5 separate regions of the Sus scrofa genome follow, and regions 1, 2, 3 and 4 are each linked to region 5. A link is a contact called in public Hi-C, HiChIP or PLAC-seq and promoter capture Hi-C data. All regions are on one chromosome and are shown on one strand. Each heading gives the region's core, a stretch centred on a gene start, on an enhancer-like site or on the middle of the called end of the contact. The rest is flanking DNA. Distances are from core to core; before and after follow the strand shown.

Region 1 (2,700 bases), core at 128-2,627, 600 kb after region 5:
GTCCTCCTAAAAAATGTCTTGTACATTCCCAGCGACTGGCTGAAGTACAGCCTGTGGTTATGAAACAGCATTTTTCTCTGTGCAGCCAACTAATCCTGAGAGCTGGGCATAGGATCGATGATCTTACACTTACTGGAAAACGATTGAAATCACTCATTTTCATTAAGAGCTAGCAAGATGAGTCCCGAGTAAAACTGTATTAATTCAGTTAAGCCCTCAGGGATCCCATTTTGCAAGAAGCCTAGAGGGCAGACACCTACAATTCGTTTCAGTGAGTTTAGTCCAGTGATCCTGAAATATACTTCAAAAACATACTCCAAGACAAAGTGACATGAACAGTAAGCACTGCCTAAGATAAGACCCAGGAAAACCCTAAATGATAGTATATCACATCCAGATAATTTTCAGAGTAAAGAAGGCTGGGCTGAAAACCACAAGCAGTTTCAGGGATCTGAGTAAGTCTGAAGGAAAAGGCAAATGCGTGCCTTTATGTTTTTACTTCAGAATGGTATGAAACAAAACTAAAATCATAATCATAAGGGGGAAATGGTCACGCCAATCAGTGAGCATGATTTACGCCATCAAAAGCCGAGTTTTACAGAATTTGCTCAGATGTCAAAAGTCAGTGAAATAAATTGGATCGGAAACGTTTATGTCAGGAGCTCAACCATTCACTGTTCTCATCAACTGTATATTAGAGCCGTCAACAGAATAAAGTACTCGGATAAATGCAGGCACAAGAGGACAAAGGGTCACTGTTATAGCGTGAACCGACCTAAATCTGCTGCTGTCAAAAGGCGGGTGACGGGGAGTAACTTCTTCCAAGGGTGAGAAATTAGCCAAGGTGAAAAAGGTGTGCGTGGAGGTTGGAAATAAATGGCCAGCCCCTCTTCGAAGACCTCAGTAGATGCTACAAAGCGATGGGATGGAATCAGGCCCCCGGCGCCCGGGGTGGGGAAGTGGGGACTCAGAACAGGGCACAGAAGAGGGTCGCAGGAACAGATAACTCTGGGGGCCTGGTGACGGAACCTTCTCATCCCCTCCGCAGAACGCGGGCCCCTTCTCACCTGGGAGCCGCCGCCGGGCAGCTGCAGGCAGCGGGGAGAACCAGGGGACACATCCAAGTCACTCTCTTCCTCAGCCTCACCTCCTGCCCGAGGGAGGCTCCAAGGTCCTGGCGGCGGCCACGGCTGCTCCATGTCCTGCTGCCCACAGCCCCACAACCTCTACTGCCAACCGACTTAGCGTTAGTGGAACCTACTGCGCGGTGCCAGCCGCCCCAGCCGGCGGGGGCCGTTACCCAGAATCCCTTGGCAGGCCGCGACGCCGACGCACGCCCCGTACTAGCCCAGGCAGCGCTACAGGCAGACGGCGGAAAAAGACTGACTCCACCTGAAACGTCATTTCCGGATTAGAAGGCGGAGCCTTCCTAGGCCCCTCCCAGAGGTGCGTCCCGGGGCCTGCAAGTAGGGGGTTTTGTCTGGAAGTCAGTTTTGTTTAAAACTCCCTTCTCTGAAGCCTTTCAGCGCTGCTGGTTTACCCTTAACGGCGCTGTTGGTCGTGTAGTATTAAATATTTATCTGGAGTTTCCTACGCAGTAAATGGTGGGTCCTAGAGGCCGGGGGGGGGGGGTGCTCGGACCAAATGTTATCCGCTTTGTGTATTGTTTAAAAACCAAGTCCTTCCTGTGCACTGATATGTAAACCGGTTTCTGAAGTGGGGGTGGGGGCAGTTAAAGTAGGGAGTAAGTTGAAAAGCGGCGCCGATTTTTCACTCATTTCAAGTTACAAACACCTAGATTCTGCGAAGCTTTGCGGGCGGGGCCGGGGGAAGGAGTATGCCAAAGGTAAAGTACTGCAAAGAGTAGGGCTTGAGAAAATAGTGTACCACCAATAGCGAGCGCATAGAGAGGGCTTCCTGTATTTATGCTTATTTCGTTTAATCGTAAAGATTTGTGCTCTCATTATCTCCTTTCTTGAGAAGAGGAAATAGATCCAGCATGCATAATGTCACACATTTTAACGGAAAGAAGTAGGATCTGCCCAGGGAGTTTAACTTCAAAACGTGCACATTTAACAATCAGGCTTTGTTGCCCTACTTGTAATTAAAGAGACCCAAATAAAAATGAGACGCCATTTTTTTAATCTTTTGAAGTTTGTCAATACCGAGTGTAGACAAGGTGTGAGGAAGTGCTATTAGAATATCATTTGTGTAACTTTTTTGGGAGGGGTAATTTGACAGTATTAGAGGTTTAAGTGCTTTGATTCAGCAATTTAAATACCAGGAAATTGTCCAACCAAGTTATTTTTTGCACCAATAAGCAGTGATTTACCTACAAAGGTGTTTATTGCAGCGTTTTGTGTGTGTGTGTGGGTGGCCAGGAAAAAAGAAGAAACAATCTAATTGCCCATCAATAGAGGATCTTAAATAAGTTATATATTAATATGATGGGATATTATCAATTTTAAAATGAGTAGATATAGGGAGCTCCCCTTGAGGCTCGGTGGTAATGAACCTGACTAGTATCCATAAGGATGCCTTTCCATCCCTGGCCTTGCTCAGTGGGTTAAAGAATCCAGCAACGGTTGTGTAGGCTGGCAGCTGTAGCTCTGATTGACACCTAGCCAGGTAACTTTCATATGCTGCAGGCATGACTCTAAAAAGCAAAAAAAGCAAAAGCAAAAAAAAAAAAAAAATAGA
Region 2 (2,700 bases), core at 168-2,667, 510 kb after region 5:
CAACTAATCAGCATTTAAGAGAGGGAGAAACATAAACGTCCAGAAAATGCATTCAGAGAGATGATGAAATATGCAGGGACCAATACAAAATCAAACACATCAACAGGATCCAGAAAGCTTGCAGGACCAAAAATAAGCCCTCTCTTCCTTCAATTTGCAGATAGGTTTTGTTTTGTTTTTTCCTTTTTTGCTTTAACTGATTTTACCAATTTGGGATAACCAGGCAGAAGCTTTTAAATATATGTGTCATTCCAGGGGACCAGATAAAACTCGGAGCCATTAACCTTGATGTGGGTTTAAATGGGGCCTTATTTTTCATCTATCTTTGTAGGGCAAAAATAGCTTGGAAGCCTGTAGTTTAGCGCTTGTCACCAACCCTTTACTAAAGTCAAGGCAATTAGGCCCATGACTGTTAAAAAATTTATTTCAAAGCTCTTGTCCTGCACACATCAATCTCAATCGCGGCTGAAAACAAAGAATTTTCTAAAATTCTTTAATCCACACCCAAGATGTGTGAGGGCAGCCGAGAAATCATGGCGACAGGGACAGCCAGTATCCAAGGGGGTAGCTGCTTCTGAGACCTGTTTTGGGACAGAGGACGGAACCAATCAGTGGTACTTTTCTCTCCAAATCTCTCTCCATCTTTACATCTGCCCATTCACCACATTTCGTTCCAACAAACTGCTTCTCTCCTTTAAAGATTTATGGCTGAGCAAGACCGACTGAAGACAAGTGAGGGGGCGATGCCTGGGATCTGCTGCGACACGTAAACCTGGGAAAACGTGTAGCTGTTTACTACCAGCGCGGGTAGACGCCACCGAGCACAGAGCGCAGCTGAGCGCACCCCTCAGGGCTCAACCCCTCCTCCCGCACAGCCTCTCGCGCGTTCCGGTGCGGGGGTGGGGGTGGAGGGTACAAACCATGAGCCCTCCCCCACGCGCCCGTAGGATCCCGAGGCTCCCCGCGCACCGGCCCCCTGGGCATTAGCGCCGTCTCTCTTCAGCTCAGCGCCCACCCCTAGCGCTCCCCAACCCCGGAGTTACCTCGAAGGCCTGGGTTGTCGTCTCTGGCCCGAATCTTTCGGATTTTGACGGGGCGCCCGCTCAAAGTGGACAGGACCAGACGCTGGCGCAAGAAGTTGCAGCCCGTGTAGCTGAGGGAGTGCGCCTGGGTCGCCATGTGCACGCTCTCCGCAAAGGAGCGGGCGGCCGGGGCGAGGCGACTTTGGACGGGCGCGAGGGTCTTGACTCTTGGGGTGGCGCCGACAGCTGCTGTGGCGGCCCAGGTTCCCTCCCGCAGCCCCCGCAGCCCCCGGCGCGTCCACGTGGTTTGGAACAGGAAGACAGAGAGACGAGACACCGGGTCAGAGGGGAGTGGGGCGGAGCGGGTGACCGCCTCTCCGCCTCCCATCCCCGCTGGGGGCGGCCCCCCGAACCGGGCCACACTGCTATTGGCCCGTGCTGGATCAGGGCGGTGCCCACGCCGCGCAGCTATTGGCCCGTTTTGCAGCTGGGCGGTGCCCGGGCCCTGCTACTATTGGCTTGTGTTGGGGCTGGGCGTTGCCGGGGCCCCAGCAACAGTGCTCCGCGGGAGGAGCGCGCTAGGCTGGCCAGTGAGCCTACGCAAGGGAGCTCGCCTACCCCGCCAGTCTCCGAGGGTGTCTCCCGGCGTGGGGGCAATGGGAGGCGACCAACTGGGCTTGAGTGCCTACTTCGTACCTGGTATTTAGCATCACCATTTACGGCAATCTCTGGGATGTGGATGGTATTATCTCCGCCGTTTTCTTAACACAGAAGAAAACAGGATTGGCGCGCTTTACCCTGTTGCAAACACCGTACTGATTGCCCAGCCAGCGGCCGTCCCCTCACTCCCCGCTATAACCCTACGAGGTACTACCATTCCCGACCTGCACATGCGAAAAGATTCGAGAAACATTGCAAGGCTGACACTGCCAGCATGCACTGGACCCGAGTCTTCCGACACCTGGCCATTGCTTATGAGACACCAAGCTTTGCCTCTTTCACAGCGGTCTCTTCCTTTGCAGTCACTGCCCTTACTGCCAAGTCAGGTCCTCCCATGCCACATGCCTCAAAATGAGTAGTTATACAACTTACACAAACACGCACCTCTTCTACTCCTGCACACCAAAATCTTCCCAAAGATTGGATTATGTCCCTTCTCTGCTCAAAAATCTTCAGTGATATGCAGTTAACAAATGACTACAAAGTTAAGCATCTGTTACCACAATAACGTTGGCTTGCAGCCATTCTTGGATAATATCACCAGATCATGAGTTCCAGAATACATGGAGGTAAAGGAGCTCTGGAAGGGGTGGGAGCTTGAGTAAGATTAAAGAAGGTAGCTAGCCCTATGTGGATAAGATTCAGCTACAAGGAATCCACTGAGAGATCTAAGCTCTTATAGGGTGACAGGTTATTAGAATTTAACAGAATCAGCCCTGAAATCCACTGAGGGAGGTAGGTAATCCATTTACATTATTGCCATTTTTTTGTGTAATCTTTTTAGGGCTGTACTCAGAGTGGCATATGGAAGTTCTCAGGCTAGGGGTTGAATCAGAGCTGCAGCCTAAGACCTACGCCACAGCAACACTGGATCCAAGCCACATCTTTGACCTACGCCACAGCCACACTGCGGCAACACCAGATCCTTAACCCAGTGAGAGAGGCCAGGGATCAACCC
Region 3 (2,700 bases), core at 46-2,545, 540 kb after region 5:
TGTGTTTACCACTAGGGCAAGTTGAAGGGGGAAGAACCAGCCCAAACGAATGTGTGTGCACAGCCAAATGACTGCGCTAAGCTCAGTTGCCAAGAGATTTCTCAGTCTGGCAGTTACTTATTCATTTCTCGGTCATAATCAACAAACTTTAGCAAAGCTGCAGCTCTGTGGGGCCTGGTGATATGACCACAACACTCAGCTTTTCCTCCCCTATGACAGAATGATTTCTCAGTTGTTTGTTTTCTTTCTAAGCTAAATATCTCCCAGGATTTTCTTTCAGATCTCTTTGCAGCCAAACCCTCAAATGTTCCTGGCTTTGGAAATTAGGACTCTCTACACACCTTCAGGTTCTCCGGTGTTTCGTAACTTCTACTTGTCCAGACTTTTTCATTCTTTTGTTAGTTCTGTTCCTTAAGTTTTCTGGTACTTTCATTTATGTTCTTTTTCTTTGCTTAATCCCTTCCTGTTTTCCATGGGTTATTATTTTTTTTAATCTTTTTTTTCTAATTACATGAGTTGAATGTTAATTCATCTTCATTCTCTCCTAGTAATAAAATATGTACGAGCTACTAAATATCTTTCCAACTACAGCACTGTCTACCTATTAAATCCCCCCACCCATTCACCAAGCTCAGGTTCACTGGGGAGCACACTTTCCCTTACCACCTCTCTCTGAAATAATTTCTATCTTTTAAATTGAAAAGCAGTTTGGGGCCACACGTTTGGTAACTTCTGAGGAAGGTGGCACTTGTTTATTTTTCACAGAGCCTTCTCTCTGCCTTAGTATAATGTCCTGACACAGAGAAATGATAGCAATGATGGGTAACTTTAACGTAATATTGAACACTACCCTGCAGCTGGCATTGTACTTTACACAGTTTTAACAACTTCCATGCCCATTTTACAGAGGAAATAGGTTCAATTTTTTTGCCTTGTGTTTCTCTTCCTGGAACACACCAAATATTCCATCTCTAGGGTTTTTTCCCCTTGCCTTTGTCTCTTTCCCTCCACCTTCCCATTTAGTGCTGAGAGCAAATGCCATTTCTTCAAAGCTTTACTGACCATCTCCACACATTGTTTTGTTTTGTTCGGAGTATGAGCTCAAATTATCCTTCAAATATTTCTGTTTCCTTGTTACGATCTGCCTCAACCACTAAACTTTCAATTCTAAGGAGCAGACATTTTACTGAAAAAATATTTATGTAATCAGTGTATTGCCACAGGCAAAAAATGGAGCCTGTGGAAGAGCCAATACTTTCAAGCTCAGCTGAGTGCAAGCAACAACTACTTTTGAATCCCAAAGTGTGGTCCTAGGAGGTAAGAGACACCCCTCAATAGACCTATGACATGGAGCACCTCACTCAATTTCAACTTAGATTCCTCTCGTGGGAAATGAAGAGGAAGGCCCTATCGGCTCATTGTCACCCACTGTGATTCTACCCACTATGATAAACGTACCTTAAAAATTAGCTCGAGAAAGCCAGGGAGAAGAGTCGCAGGGCAACTGAGGAAGAGAAGGGAAGGGAGAAATCTGCAGGCTGGGGGCGGGGAGAAGGGGAGCGTTTGATGACTCTGAGAACCCAGGGGCAGTGGTGGCGAGGGGGCCGCAAGTAGGGGTCGCGCGGGGGAGGGGGCTGGAGTTGGGAAGGGCACCTGACGGGCGGCACGGTAGACCCTCTCTCTGGGACTCGGCAGCACTGGGCACGGCGTGAAAGGTGCGTCAAGGGTGTCAGGCGGGGGGCAGGTAAGGATGATATCCAGTAACCAAGGGGCGCAGAGCGGGGCCCAGGGTTCAGAAGGGGACGCGGGAGGAGTGGCCAAGTGTGCGAGGAACCGGACGAGGTCTCCCCGGCTGGGACTGGGCAGGACAGGGCAAGGCACTGACAGGTGCGAGGTGAGGACCTGAGGGAAGTAGGGGGTATTCAGGGGCCGGGGGGGGGGGTGCCTGGAGGCGCAAAAGAGGTGCAGAGGGAAGCCGGCGAGTGGGGAGGAGGCGCTAAGGGACGTGGGTCGCGCGGGTCGGCGAAGGAGCCCACAGAGGTCTCACAGGAAGCGCGGAGGGGGCGAGGCTTGCGCTCGACTTGCGCGGGCGGGGCTGGGCCGGGCGAGGGGGAGGGGGTGCCCCGAGTCGCTGGGGGCAGGCGGGCGGGGCTGCTCGGTTGCCTATCGCCTCACTTCCGGGCTCGCCTGAGAGCTGAGGCCGACGCCAGCTCGCAGCGCTGCCAGCTGCTCAGCCGCGGACCACCGAGCGGGTGAGAGCGTAGCCAGGCCGAATCCCCATCGTTCGCGCAGCCCAGGCCTCTCTCTGCGGCCATGGGGGCGTCTGCGCGGTTACTGCGCGCAGCGATCATGGGGGCGCCCGGCTCCGGCAAGGGCACTGTGTCCTCGCGCATCACCAAACACTTCGAGCTGAAGCACCTCTCCAGTGGGGACCTGCTCCGAGACAATATGCTTCGGGGCACAGGTGGGAGCCGGGGCGGGAAGGGCAGCGGTTCACGGTCGCCTGGGTGGGATTTGTGGGTGGAGGGACAGGGGCGGAGAAGTGGGTCCCGGGAATGTGGGTCTGGGGTATGGGGGTCTGGGGTATGGGCGCAGCATCTTCCAATTGCCGCCCAGTAGGGAGACCTCCCGCTTCTGAGCGACTGCTCCCCGAACCTTTGGTCTCTACGGACAGCTTCAGGCGGGTTATTGAGGGGCGGA
Region 4 (2,700 bases), core at 31-2,530, 660 kb after region 5:
ATCTTAGATTTGTAGGATCATACTTAAAAACGAATATTGATTACTCTCGTCACCAGGATGGTGAATTACCTTATTGCCACTCTGCAAAGTCATTTGCTTTACTTTGTTAATTCTCAATCGTTTCAGTAAGGGAATCCCTGTAAAATGTAAAAAGAAAGGAAGGGAGGGAGGAGGAAGGGAGAGTGGGAGTGAGGAAGAGAGAGGAAAGAAAGAAGAAAGGAAGAGAGAGGAAAGAAAGAAGAAAGGAAGAGAGAGGAAAGAAAGAAGAAAGGAAGAGAGAGGAAAGAAAGAAAGAAAGGGAGAGAAAAAGAAGGAAGGGAAGGAAGGAAGGAACGAAAGAGGGAGGAAAAAAAGAAATAGTATCTACCTACACACATGTATCATGAACAGAATACATATGGTGTATATGGGATTCATAGGCCTTTAAAATGCAAAACTACACATCTGGATATCATTGGTCTAGATTATATTATGAGTAATCTGATTGCTGGATTTGTTTTTGTTGTACCTAGGAAGACTCCATCTCTGAAGTAAATTATATCCTTGAAAGACCAAGCTACCCTCTGAAGAAATACCCAGTGCATGAGCAGAGATTTTTTTAAGCTGCTGTCCTACGTAAGTAAGCAGCTTAAATGCCTTTTCTTGATTTGTTAAAATAATTTCAGTTTCCATCTGTCAATATGAAGTAACTAGAAGATGTGGTGGACAGAATTTGAGGAGGAGATAAGAACCACATTCTTCCTTCACACGATATAATATTGGTCTGCCAGCAATCTTGCCTCCTCTTATACCCTTCTCTCTCTCTCTCCCCTTACATAATGGCCCCTCTTTCAGCTCCTCGAACACAAGTTCTTTCCTGCTCTGGGGCCTCTGCATGTGCTTTCTGCCTGGAATACTTTTTCTTGATCCTGTTTGGATCTCTTCTGTTTATCCTCAGGTCTCATGACTTTCCATGGCATTCCCTCCTTCTCTGAGGTACATACACCTTTTAGCACCCTGTATTTTTCTTTTGTAAAGTATGACACAGCTTGTTATATTTTTATGTGGGTCAGTTGTTTAAAAATCTGTCCCTTCTACTTGATCAAAAACGTTCCCGAGGTCAGGGCCTCTGTTGTCCTGCTCACTATTTTACAGCCAGCATTACAATGGGATCCCATTTAACCTAGGTGAACTAAACCACGTACCCTAAACAAGAACCTAACTGCCCCCCCCCACTGTCCTGTCACCACCCTTGCATCAGATGACCTTCCACTGTGGTTGGTGCTCAGTAAATATTTTTTGAGTGACTGTTGAATGAGGTGATGAGGCAACTCTCAAATTCAGATATGTGGTAAGAAGTTGGTCACACTGTGGGCTGTCCTCATTTCTCAGGTTTTCTCTTCTTTCCGATCCTACCCAGGCACAAGATAAGAATAGCTCTTCCTTGTTAACTGCTTCCTGAGTGCCAGGAACTAGCCCAAATACTTCACTTGTATTAAATGAGTTAATATTTAATTATCACAACAACCCTACGAACTATGAAGTAGGTCCTATCATGGGTTCCATTTTACAGATAAGGAGAGGTTAGGTACCTTGCTCAAGGTAACATGGTCACTGAACCCAGGTAATCTGGCTTCAGTGACCATGCTTTTAACCATTACATTCCACTGTTCCATACACCTAGAGTATGTACTAGAACCCTGAGGAGAAAGGCCTCTGCGCCCTTTGGAACCCGAGCAGAGCTCATGGATGTTGCTCTTGAATATCCCGCATGAAAGTCCTGTAGTGTTGTATCATGTAGTCCCTCATTCTAGCAACACTGAAATAATTACAGCTCTTTTTAAACAATAAGGGAGTGTGCCACAAGTCACCTTGTCCAGGGATGCCCAGGATTCCCTGCCTTCAGCCAAAGGAATGTGGAGGACAGCTCAGTAATTTCCCATTTTGTAGGCTTCTACCTTAGAACGTTCTGCTTGGTAGATTAAAGGATGATTCTGGGCCACCTAATCGCTGGTCGCCAAAATAGTCATCTGGGCATTTATTAGGTGGTTGTACAGAACACAGCCCACATAATTACCACCTGGGGAACATGACCCACATGATTACCAAATGCCAAATTGTGTTAACTTTCAACATGGCTAACATCAAGTTACATAAAGCCCTGAACCAGCTGATATGTGGGTTGTGATGTAAGGGGTTAGAGAGAAGGTAAGAAAAAAAATTAGTAAATTCTATCTTAGGAAATAGGTTTCCTTTATAACATGAGTTCCCACCCAGTGGTTTGGAATATGTTCATATGCCTTCGCTGAAAGCTCTCCATACCATCTCTTCCAGACCCCATTTGAGTCATGGATTCCTGGTGAGGCTGGGTTCTGAAGGACTGTGTTAGTGAAAGTTTTCATGGTGTAAAGAACCCAGGTGACTTTGGCTCATGTTAAGCAAACGGGGCATTGGATAGAAAGATGTTGAGTTCTTGGTGAATTTAGGGAAGATCCAAACAAGCAGGGTCTAGCAGCTAATAGGGGACAACTAGAGTCACCCCTGTGCACTGAGAAGACAGCCCTGGAGAGGAGCATTTGGGAGAAGACCCAGCAGGTTTCTACTCCTTGTCCCTATCTCCTGGCTGCTTGGACTAGAAACAGTGAATCCAATTGTGTGACTAGGGAGTGTGTGGAAGGTGTTGGAATACATTTATTTCTCTTTATTCAGGATGGTTTGGGC
Region 5 (2,700 bases), core at 193-2,692:
CTTTCCTCTAGTGAACAACATAGCTCCTGTTGGGTAGTCCTTTCATACAGTCACAGCTATTGCTCTTGCCTAGTTTTAATAATTGCTCCCTTCTCCTTGTCCCTTTAGACCTAGAGTTAGTAACAGGTTGCCACTGTTGCTGGTTACTGCTATTTACTTAATGCTAACTGTGTTCCAGACACTGTGCTAAGTGCCTAAATATTTATCTCATTTAGTCTTCACAGTCCAATAAATTAAATGGCTTCAGTCCTATTGTAGAGATGATAAAAGTTAAATTTTGGAGAGGATGAAGAGTGACAGTGATGGATATCAAATAAAGGTTTGCTTATGCTAGATGTCGTGCAAACGCTATCACATCAGTTGCTATCCTCTCTTAATGAGTCCAAGACGTCCTGCACTCAAATGATATCATATCAGTTGCTTTCCTCTCTTAATGAGTCCAAGTTCCAAATGGCTTCGCTTCTGTGTGCCCAGGTCACTCTGGCAAGATGGTGGGGTGGTGTTCACTCACATGCAGAGCCTGGGGGAGATTAAATGCTTTCTTCACTGATGTGAGGGTCAGACAAGGCTAAGGGCAGGGACCTTTCTCAAGGCCAAAGCCTGGTAAAGTCCTTGATATTCTTCCAAGCCGTGTAGTAGCAAAGAAAAGTATGCCAACAGTTCCTCAAGTTTTTCCTCAAGGAAACTCAGAGAAGGACCTGACTTACTCAAGACAAAAATTACTGGTGAGGGTGAGAAGAAATGATTACCTCTCAGGGTAGCAGGGGAGAAAGATGTGCTCGGTCAAAGAAACTGGATTGGTAACTCTGACCAGGTCTATTCTTTTTTCGTTTCCTGCCTTAACATTTTTGCCACTTTAATGGGTGGCAATTTAACAGATGGAAGAGACTGAGGCTCCAACAAATTAAATAAACTATGTCTGTGCTGATATTCAAAGGGGGGGGGGATCTACCCTCGACATTAAACATTCTGTAAAGCAGAAAAGCCCTTACAAATTTTTATAACTGTGGATTATATATATTTCAATGACAACCTCATGAGACACATTCTCGAAACAGACCTTACAAGTGGTAGTTGACTTAATTACTGGAGAATAACTATGACATGGCTCATTAAGCTCTCCAGAGAGAGTTTTACTTTGAGAGGGAACATGACTTGCTCAAGCTCCTCGTGGGTAAGTGACAAACCTCACTGAGTCATTTAAGTGCGATTTCCATGCTGCTCTCTCTCTGCCTCCTTTAAATTTGATTGCTGAGTCCCTGTGGTTTTGAATTTTCCTCTTTGACCCGCCGCTCCCAGGCGCCTGGCGGAAAAGAACATACCAGACCTTCAAGGTCAAGCTTGCGGGCCCTTTAAGGAGAGCTGCGCTGATTGGCTGAGGCTCGGAATTGTCTGTCATGGCCAGCCAATCCTGAGGCACTGTGGGAGTGAGGCCCAGTTCCCTGCGGCGGTCTAGGAGAAGCCAGGCCTGGAAGCCTCCGTTGAGACCGGAGAGACCCGGCGCCTCTACTGCCCACTGCCCAGTGAGTGTGCACCGGCCGAGCGGGCCAGGCTGGCCTCAGGTGGCTGGGGAGGGCGGGTCCCCGCAGTTGCGAGTGCGAGAGCTGAGCCCGTGGGGGTCCCCAGCTTGACGGGCCGCGCTGGGCGCCCTCCCCTCAAGAGCGACCTTGGCTTCCTCAGCTGCTAGTGCCGACCAGTACTGCCAGCCTCGTTTGAAGGAGTCGTTCTCCCTTGCATAGACTGAGGGCTCTCCCATAACGTTGTAATTATGCTGGGGAAGTAGGCAGAGAGTTGTTTACGGAAATCAACATATCATTACATATCACTGCAGGAGTTACCCAAGTTACAGTAATTGGGTCCAGGGTGCGCAGGTGGAGTTAACGTAGGGAAAACCTTCCGGAAGCTGTGGGAGTTCTGGGCTGGAATCTATAGGGGAAATGCGCTAGTTTGAATGGAACGCGCAAGCTAGAATTTGTAGGGGAAGTGGTCTAATTTGAATGAAACCCAAAGACATTGAAAACGATCGTAATCATGCAACTAGTTATAAATGCAGGTTGTTAATACGTCATTTGTTCAGGAAATGAGTCAGTGCACAAATCTGGATGACACACTTATAGGTCATGGAATTATTAATTTTTTTAAGGTAAAATCAAATCCTGAATTCCTAGGTGTGACCCAAGGAGGATTTCTTGGAACTTGCAGCCCCAACACTCCTCAGAAATACCCCTATCTATTGCACAGCTGAGGCAGGGCTGGAGCATTAAAGAGACCTTTTTAAGGTCTCGTGAGTAATCAAAGGAAAAAATGAAGGCAGAAGAGACCCAGATCAGCATTCTTAGCCTTCTGAGACACAGTAGTGTCCAAGCTGTAATTAGTAAGGCATTTCTCTCCAATGACAAAGTGTTGGCAGTTTTGAAAACACTCATTTTTCAGGTGTGGTCTTCTTTGGGAATTACAGGGGAGCTCTTCCCCCTTCTACCTTTAACTCTTGGGAACATCTTCTAATACATCCAAACTACAATCCAGACCCAAAAGAACAAGGCCAAGAAAGATGTAAGCCAAAGTCCTAACTTCCCAGATAGTTTCTCTTCCCTAGGTGACTGACATAAGGATTGTCACTCTACTTTGGGGAGAGTCTACCCTCTTATAAATAGGGGCATTCTAAGGGATATAACTCTGACATACGGTGTGTGTGTGTAG

What was found. Promoter capture Hi-C pulls out the DNA fragments that hold promoters and counts their contacts. Hi-C and Micro-C count contacts between places; a contact is called where the count stands out from the background. HiChIP or PLAC-seq counts read pairs in DNA pulled down with a chosen protein or histone mark.
Region 1: a promoter capture Hi-C map of fetal skeletal muscle shows a contact between it and region 5, with 3 times the contacts expected there. The contact joins the promoter of SPATA6L here to the promoter of PLGRKT in region 5. A contact is called at or near these places in 2 of 5 promoter capture datasets (fetal skeletal muscle and liver), 3 of 47 Hi-C or Micro-C datasets (embryonic fibroblasts, liver and skeletal muscle) and 2 of 2 datasets of contacts at active chromatin or transcription factors (alveolar macrophages and skeletal muscle).
Region 2: an H3K27ac HiChIP or PLAC-seq map of alveolar macrophages shows a contact between it and region 5. The contact joins the promoter of RCL1 here to the promoter of PLGRKT in region 5. A contact is called at or near these places in 3 of 5 promoter capture datasets (fetal liver, fetal skeletal muscle and skeletal muscle), 6 of 47 Hi-C or Micro-C datasets (blood, fetal liver, fibroblasts and 2 more) and 2 of 2 datasets of contacts at active chromatin or transcription factors (alveolar macrophages and skeletal muscle).
Region 3: an H3K27ac HiChIP or PLAC-seq map of alveolar macrophages shows a contact between it and region 5. The contact joins the promoter of AK3 here to the promoter of PLGRKT in region 5. A contact is called at or near these places in 2 of 5 promoter capture datasets (fetal skeletal muscle and liver), 18 of 47 Hi-C or Micro-C datasets (adipocytes, alveolar macrophages, brain and 11 more) and 2 of 2 datasets of contacts at active chromatin or transcription factors (alveolar macrophages and skeletal muscle).
Region 4: a Hi-C map of embryonic fibroblasts shows a contact between it and region 5, with 2.3 times the contacts expected there. The contact joins the enhancer-like site here to the promoter of PLGRKT in region 5. A contact is called at or near these places in 2 of 5 promoter capture datasets (fetal liver and fetal skeletal muscle), 8 of 47 Hi-C or Micro-C datasets (alveolar macrophages, embryonic fibroblasts, mesenteric adipose tissue and 5 more) and 2 of 2 datasets of contacts at active chromatin or transcription factors (alveolar macrophages and skeletal muscle).

Annotation. Positions count from the first base shown.
Region 1 is chr1:217,286,584-217,289,283 of Sscrofa11.1, forward strand. SPATA6L (spermatogenesis associated 6-like protein) reads left to right here and starts at 1,378. Exons shown (of 13, transcript XM_021064067.1): 1 at 1,378-1,446. CDC37L1 (hsp90 co-chaperone Cdc37-like 1) reads right to left here and starts at 1,413. Exons shown (of 7, transcript XM_003121918.5): 1 at 1,068-1,413. The coding sequence starts at 1,199.
Region 2 is chr1:217,203,543-217,206,242 of Sscrofa11.1, forward strand. RCL1 (RNA 3'-terminal phosphate cyclase-like protein) reads right to left here and starts at 1,418. Exons shown (of 9, transcript XM_001926437.4): 1 at 1,044-1,418. The coding sequence starts at 1,410.
Region 3 is chr1:217,235,266-217,237,965 of Sscrofa11.1, forward strand. AK3 (GTP:AMP phosphotransferase AK3, mitochondrial) reads left to right here and starts at 1,296. Exons shown (of 5, transcript XM_021064132.1): 1 at 1,296-1,317. LOC106509181 (a long non-coding RNA gene) reads right to left here and starts at 1,756. Exons shown (of 4, transcript XR_001306485.2): 1 at 1,459-1,756.
Region 4 is chr1:217,346,096-217,348,795 of Sscrofa11.1, forward strand. It overlaps SPATA6L (spermatogenesis associated 6-like protein), which reads left to right. Exons shown (of 13, transcript XM_021064067.1): 12 at 513-615. The coding sequence ends at 602. Among named protein-coding and RNA genes, the nearest start is that of CDC37L1, 59 kb to the left of the region's middle. Within about 2 kb of position 1,281, at least 6 of the 83 cell types and tissues checked have an H3K27ac peak or open chromatin away from gene starts, as enhancers often do. A contact at or near this core is called in embryonic fibroblasts, where this site is marked.
Region 5 is chr1:216,690,629-216,693,328 of Sscrofa11.1, forward strand. PLGRKT (plasminogen receptor with a C-terminal lysine) reads left to right here and starts at 1,443. Exons shown (of 5, transcript NM_001190217.1): 1 at 1,443-1,523. It also overlaps a transcript of CD274 not described here.